Regions from separate parts of the Sus scrofa genome. Here region 2 is linked to region 1. A link is a contact called in public Hi-C data. All regions are on one chromosome and are shown on one strand. The core of a region is the stretch at or near the end of the contact, and the rest is flanking DNA. Distances in the headings are between cores, read along the strand shown.

Region 1 (3,777 bases), core at 1,012-3,511:
CTCAGCCTCCAAATGTTCCCCTCAGTGCTTTGTCTCAGCAAAAGGCCCTTGGTTTCCTGCCACCTCCACATTGGCTCACTTGTCAAGCCTGCTCCAACCTCTTCCAAATCAGCAGCCTAACCTCTGCTCATGGCCACGTCCCATTCTAGGCCCCCATCATAGCTCGCCCGGACAGCTACAGTAGCCTCTTCACCAGTCTCCCTGCCTCCACCCTTGCCCCTCCTTTTGTCCATGTTCTTCAGGGTAAGATCATAACGCCTTCCTAGGCACCTCCCCTGCCCCCACAGAGGATCCATTCCTCACAGAGGGATCCTATTAAAACTAAACCAAATCATACCCTCTCTCCAACTCTAAAACCTCCCATGGCTCCCTACTTCTCTCAGCATAAAATTCATTCTTCCCCCCTGAATTCCAACTGCCCTTGCTCTCTCGCTTTCCCCTTTACTCACTTGTCTCTAGCCACCCTGGTCTCCCTGCTATTCCTCAAACACACCAGACATATTCCCACCTCAGGGCCTTTGCCCTGGCTATTCCCTCTGCCTAGAATGCCTTTCCCATATCTCATGTGGCCAACTCCTCATCCTTCAGTTTCAGCTTGACTATCACCTCCTCAAGAAGGCGCCCCCCAGTCACTGCCTGAAATCACCTGGGTCATTTTTGCCTGTTCTAGGAGGGCAGGGTTCTTTGTCTGAATTCTAGTGCCTAGCATGTAGTTGGTGCTCAAATACCTGTAGAACGAATCGAAAGGTTGTCTACTTAAATCTCTCAGCAGGCCCATGAGAAGTCATTCCCCATCCCACATTCATAGATGTGGAAACTGAGACAAAGAGAGCTAAGCAACTTACCCGAAGGTACAATTCTGTGCCTAGAATTGCATGCTGTGGGCAACCAGCCCAAAGGAACTGTTCTTGGAGCCTCACCACCTCTTAAGGCCAAAGGAAAAGCAATTTCCCTCATACTCAGCAGCTCCCCTTCTACCACCCCCACCACCTGGAGCCCAAAGTCACCAGCCAGCACAGGACCCCTCTGCCGATGGCCCTGGTTCCTCCTGCCCAACAAGAAAGGCGGGGAAGGCAGGAGGCAGCAGGGACACAGGCTCCAGCCTCTGGGAGGGCCTGGCAAGCTGGCTTATCTCCCTGTGCTCATACAGTTTTCCAAGAAGTTCAGAGTCCGCTGTGAGCACTGCTGCTGATTCAACAGTCCCTGGCCAGGCAGGAAGCTGGAGGGGACCGACCCAGCCCCTCTCTGATCCCAGGGCTAAGTTCTTGCCTCTGCCAGTCCAGGCTAGAGGACCTTGAGAACACAGCCTCATCTATAAAGTGAGAATATTAATATCCACCCCTCTTGGAATTGAATAAATTAGTCCTGAAGAGCCATCTTGCAAAATGCTGAGCAGGTAGTAAACATTCAGTCAAGGAATTGTCCAAAAGAAAATAATTAGCTCCAGGCCTCCAGGGATACAGACTGCCTAGAACTGAGGCATGGCATTTTGATGCTCATTTCAAGGAAAGAAGCCAAAACCACTGGGCCTGGGATTGGATCCAGCTGCCACAAGTGTCCCCTAGCAGTGGGCATGTTAGAGAGGGTGTGGCAGGTATGGCTGGAAAACGTGTTGAGAACCCCGAAGAGCTCCTGCGCAGCACTGCCTTGGGCAGCGGCCACAAGCACTCCAGGTAGGACGGCCATCCCAGGCCATTGCTCCTAGCTGCTCTCTCTCCTTTTGTACGTGGTGTGTTCCTTAAAGGACAGCCAGAGTCCTAAATGGGGTGGTCAACGCCAGAATGTAGGAGTCAAGTGGAGCTCTCCTCCCCAGAGTTCCCCCAGAGGTCTCTTATTGGGCAGGAGAGTCATCAGCCAAGTTTGCCCCCTGCAGCTGGGGTCCCTGATGGGCAAATTACCACTGGCGTGGAACTGCAAATGGACAGATCCCCAGCAGAGGTCTCCCCAGAAGGCCGGAGGACCCCGAGGCCCACGGCGGCCCGAGCCCGGTCCCGCGTCCCCTCTCAGGTCCGCCCGAAAGCTCTCACCCCACCCCCACTACGCCAGGCTGGCCTTACCTCGCGGCGCGGCCTAGGGCGACGGCGACGGCCGGACTAGAGGCGCGGAGCCAGGGGACCGCCCGGCCATGGTCTGGGACTTGCTCGGTGGCCGCAGCCGCGGTGGCGCTTTGTTTCCCGGGCGGCCGAGCCGGCGCAGCCGCGGGAGAGCGGGGATCCGACCGAAGGAGGCGGAGGCAGCCGGACAGTCCGCGACCCACCGACGCGCCTCTTTAACCCTTCCCAACCCGCGGGTGCTGGGTCGGCCGCGAGTTCGTCCCCTACTCCCGGATTGGCCAGCCCAGATCCGGCGCACCCCCTGGATTCGCCACGCCCCTGTGGGACCGCCCCTGAAACCACTCTTAAAGGAACCGCAACTGGCTCAGGAATGCCCTGTTGGAAGAAAGGTTGGATCCCTGAGACACAACACGCTTCCAGGGTAGATATAGGGGGCGGATTCGTCCAGAAAAAGCATCGGGGTCCTGGGCGTGACCATTCGCTGAAGCCCTAGCCTTGAGTTCGAGCTCCTCCCTGGCTAGGGTTGCCAGATATAGCAAATTTAACACCAGCTCAATTTTAAATATAACTGCCAAAAACGTGTGATTTATTGAAAAAAGCTGATTACGGGACATTTCGGGCATCACGGCAAAGTCAACATAGGACTCTTCTATATGAACAGGATGCCTTGCAACCCTACCCCCGGCCCGAGGTGAAGAGGGAAATTTCTGGAGTTGGGCAGGGTTGGGCTCAAGTCCCAGTAAGCCTTTTAGTCACTGTGAGGCCTTAGAAAAATCAATCCATTTTTCTAGCCCTGTTTCCTTATCTTTCAAATAGAGACAACCATGGTATATAAAGGGCATGGCACACAGTAGATGCTATTAATAAATAGGGATTTTTATTCTTTTTGTTCCATCCAAAATAACACAGTTCTATCTCTCTAGAGCTGTCTTTGTTTGCTGCTCTTGCAGCCTTCCTTCTGGGACTCAGTTACTGTTCAGCCCTGGCCTGAAAGCAGGAGAGAAACAGGACAGACCAGCATCATCTATTCATTCTACAGTCCCTCACTAAGCACCTGTGTAAGACTGAGTTGGTCAACAAACAATTGAGATATAGAAGTGATTCTTGCTAGGAAGACTATAAGCCACAGGAGTAGGAAAGAAAGACTGGGAGTACAATTTTAGACAAGGTGGTCAGGGAAACTGCTCTAAGGAGCAGAGACTTCAAAGAAGTGAAGGAGGGAGCCATGTAGATATCCGAAGGAAGGGTGTCCCATGCAGAGGGAAGAGCAAGGGCAAAGGTCCTGAGGTGGGACCACACGAGCATGTCTGTAAAACGGAAGGGGCCAGTGGGGCTGGAGCCAAGTGAGCAAAGGGAATAATAGTAGGAAATGAGGTTAGAGAATATTGGCAAAGCCAGGTTACTCAGGGTCTTGTGTGTCATGGCAAAGATTTTGCTTTTTCTCTGGAAGGAATGGGAGCCATGGGAGGGTTTTGAGCAGAGGAGGGACATGCTATCTTAGGTTCGACATGGTTCCTGGCTGTAAGAAGCAAGGGTAGAACCCAGGAGACCAGGGAGGAGGCTGTTGCAGTAGGCAAGTGATGATGAATGATGTATGTGATGATGGTGGCTTCGAGCAGAGTGGAGGCAGTGGAGGTGGAGGGAAGTGGTTGAATTTGAGAGCCTGCCTGATAGTGAAGACCCCTGACTATGGAAAGAGAGAGAGATATGACGTATCTGATAT
Region 2 (3,395 bases), core at 338-2,837, 74 kb after region 1:
TAAGGAAATAAAAAGTAACAATAATAAACTCTAGCTGGGTGCAATTTTATTAATTTTCACACACAAAAAAGCATTAACATCACAAAGAGATTATGCCCATGAAGTCTCATAATTGTTACTCATCAATTAGAAAAATGTTAAAATCCTGAAATCTGAAAATTAAAGATGTACTTTCTACTGTGCATTTTAAAAAGGCATTTCTGTGATAGTTTACCAATGCCGAAAGGCCATAGAATATTCTAGTCTATACTTCATTTGCATTCATAGCACAAATACTTAAGAAATCCAAGCTGAATGCAGCTACATAGGCTTTTGTTTTTAGAAAACCATCCCTTCCCTACCCAAACACCAGTAAACTACAATGCATCATAAGAAAAAAATAAACAAATATAAACATACATTATAAGCTGCAAATAAACTGTAAGGATATTTGATTAGAAATATCTTCCTTTTTCATCACCTTGCTTAAAACAGGTCGGCTAAGCAAGTACCTGATCCGGGAATTCTTTTCCCCCTTCACATATGAAAACTGAGTTGTTACCTAGGAAAAATGCGGAATTTTTTTTTTTTTCTTTTTTGGCCACCCTGTGGCACAAGGAGTTCCCAGGCCAGGGATCAGATTCCAAGTTTAAGTTGCAACCTCAGCCGCAGCTGTAGCAACACCAGATCTTTAACCCAACGGTGCCAGACCTGGCATCGAACCTGTGTCCCAGAGCTCCCAAGAGGCCAATGATCCTGTTGTGCCATGGCAGGAACTCCAAAATGTGGAACCTATACTTTAATATTATTAACAACAAAAATATAGTTTGATGCCTTGAAAGTCCCATTAAGTACGAGACAAAGAAAGGTGGAACAGGAGGGATAGGGAATTCCTGCTGTAGCACAACAGGATCAGTGGTGTCTCTGGAGTGCTGGACACAGGTTTGATCCCTGGCCTGGCTCAGTGGGTTAAGGATCCCTCATTGCCACAGCTGTGGTGGAGGTCACAACTACGGCTTGGATCTGATCCCTGACCTGGGAATTCCATATGCTGTGGGGCAGCCAAAAAAAAAAAAACAAAAAAAAAAACAAAAAAAAACCAAAAAACCAAACCGCTTGGGGGAAAGGTTGGAAGGGGAGAAAGACAAAAGAAAAGAACCAAGACAGAGTAAATGAGGGAAAAAAAATCTAAGAGAATTAGGGAAAGGGGGAAGTGGAGAGTGAAAGGCAGTAAATTGTGCTTTCTAGAGCTAAGTCTATATCATTTAACTGCTTTTATTATAACTGCTCATTAATTTAACTAAAGATTCCAGAGAGGTTAAAAATAAAGTGATTTTTCCTAATAATTCTGATTTAGCTATTCATCAAACTTCTATGCATAAAACTTGCCTTCACAAAATCTGAATTAGGGCAAACTAATCAAACAAATAACAATTTTGGGGGGGTCAGAACTGATCCCAGAAATTTCCCACTCACCATGTTCCTTGACATTAAAGTTTAAAACTCCTAATTATGTGATTTGTCAGTTCCTCAAAACACTAACCACAGCCCCAAAATAGTTTCCTAAGCCATGATCTTACTGAAGACAATTTAGTCCACAAGGCTATGGGTTTAATTTGTAACTACGTTTTGTCATTTTTGACCTTGGACACACAAGTCATGAGAGATTGCCAGCATGGTAAAACTTTCCAATTGAAACACAACAAAATTTCCCAACTTTTAAATCTGATGTTAAAGTCAGAAGAAAAGGAAATAAAGGTACTCATTAAAGAGGGAGTGAAAGGCAACTAGACCGAACAAACCAGGACAAAATTCGTACAAGGGGGTGGGAATAAGGGTATGAAGCAACAAATTCAATTATAAATAATAGTCTCACTGTTAGTTTCTTTTAAAAAGTACTAATACTCCCTTTTAGGAAAAGTTGAGCTAAGACAGTTAATGTTTAGGTATGATGATTAAGGACCTTTTAGCTACTTACCAGGAAACTGACTCCAAAACTACCAACAGAGACAGTAAGATGGTGAGGATAACTACATTTGAGACCTCAACTGGAGAACATAATAAAGGCACCGATACTGTCTTTTACATACTATATCACATACAGAGTTTCCTTTTAACAGTCATATATACAGCAAGACTCCTTTTTAAAGAGCATCTATTAAAGGATTAAATTTGTTAACATTTCTTAGCACCAAATAAATAATATGTACACACTTATTTTTGGATACCAAGTCAAGGCACAATTAATGAAAATTTAAGTCAAAATGTTTTCTAAATGCTTTTTAAAATTTGGCATCTAGTAGACTGACACACTGAGTCATCCTAAAATCATTTAAAATGTAGTGTCCAACATAAAATTTTAATCCTCACTATCCCCTAAAATATAGGATTTTACATAAATTGACACATATTATACTTTTATACATTTCTAAAGGATTTCTGCAAGTTAGTAACTTTCCTATCCAAATACCAAAAGTCCGTGAATAAGCCTTATTTAAAAACTGCCCTACAAATAGAGAAAACACACCTTACTGGTTCATTTCCAAAAGAAATCCCTGCTCAGACTTTCTCCATTTAGGAGCAATCATTTACCTATCCACTGGTGGTAAGAAAAGGCTGGTAGTGCCAAAGATAATCTCAGGTAGTTGTGCTTGGTCATGCTTTCCTGCTTAAGCTCAAGACATCTGTGAAGTGTCTGCTACCTGAATATTTAAAACCTGTAGTCATGCAAAGACTGAAAATACTGAACCATATCTCCCCTATATTTCAATTCTCTTCAATTAAAAATCATTGTGATTCTTTTTCTTATCAGGATATTAAAAAAACCCTAATTTTTAAGCTTGCACTTGTTTTGTTTAAAAAAAAAAAAAAAAAAGGTTGTTTGGGGAAAGTTTCTCTGAACAAGGAAAGTATCAGGCATTTCCAAAATAGTCACATGTTTGCTTGGTATGCAAAAATTAATTTCTGAAACAACTCAATTTTTACATCAACTCCAGCTTTCTTAAGCTGGGTTATATTTCCTTTTTAAAAACTCAATTATTTTCAGATATACATATTTTTAATGATTTTGTCTGGCACAAGAAAAATATTGCTCAACAAGTCTACTCCCTTAACATGTATTCTTTAAAAAGTGTTTTACTGTTCAATTAAAATTAGTATAAAAAACCCAACTCACTGGCAAAGTAGAAAGAAGGGCTTGTCTCCTTGTTGTATGGTAATTTAGGACATGCTGAATTTGGGAAATAGAAAGGTTAATTAGCCTTTTGAGGTGTGCATTTTCCTAGTTTTCTGGAAAGGTTGACATATTTAGTAATTTCTTCTTGTATTCATGCATAATTCATTTTCTTATTTTACAAGATATGACAAGCACTGTAAACATTGCTGCAAAATTAAATAATATAGGGTTGAAGCAAAAG

Evidence for each region. A called contact is a pair of places that touch in the nucleus more often than the background predicts.
Region 2: a Hi-C map of liver shows a contact between it and region 1, with 4 times the contacts expected there. The contact joins the enhancer-like site here to the promoter of FAM109A in region 1. A contact is called at or near these places in 3 of 5 promoter capture datasets (fetal liver, fetal skeletal muscle and liver), 29 of 47 Hi-C or Micro-C datasets (adipose tissue, alveolar macrophages, blood and 13 more) and 2 of 2 datasets of contacts at active chromatin or transcription factors (alveolar macrophages and skeletal muscle).

The regions. Positions count from the first base shown.
Region 1 is chr14:32,598,447-32,602,223 of Sscrofa11.1, forward strand. FAM109A (sesquipedalian-1) reads right to left here and starts at 2,262. Exons shown (of 3, transcript XM_013982887.2): 1 at 2,058-2,262.
Region 2 is chr14:32,673,229-32,676,623 of Sscrofa11.1, forward strand. ATXN2 (ataxin-2) reads right to left here. Exons shown (of 27, transcript XR_002338543.1): 21 at 3,155-3,208. Among named protein-coding and RNA genes, the nearest start is that of SH2B3, 52 kb to the left of the region's middle. Within about 2 kb of position 1,588, at least 2 of the 83 cell types and tissues checked have an H3K27ac peak or open chromatin away from gene starts, as enhancers often do. A contact at or near this core is called in liver, where this site is marked.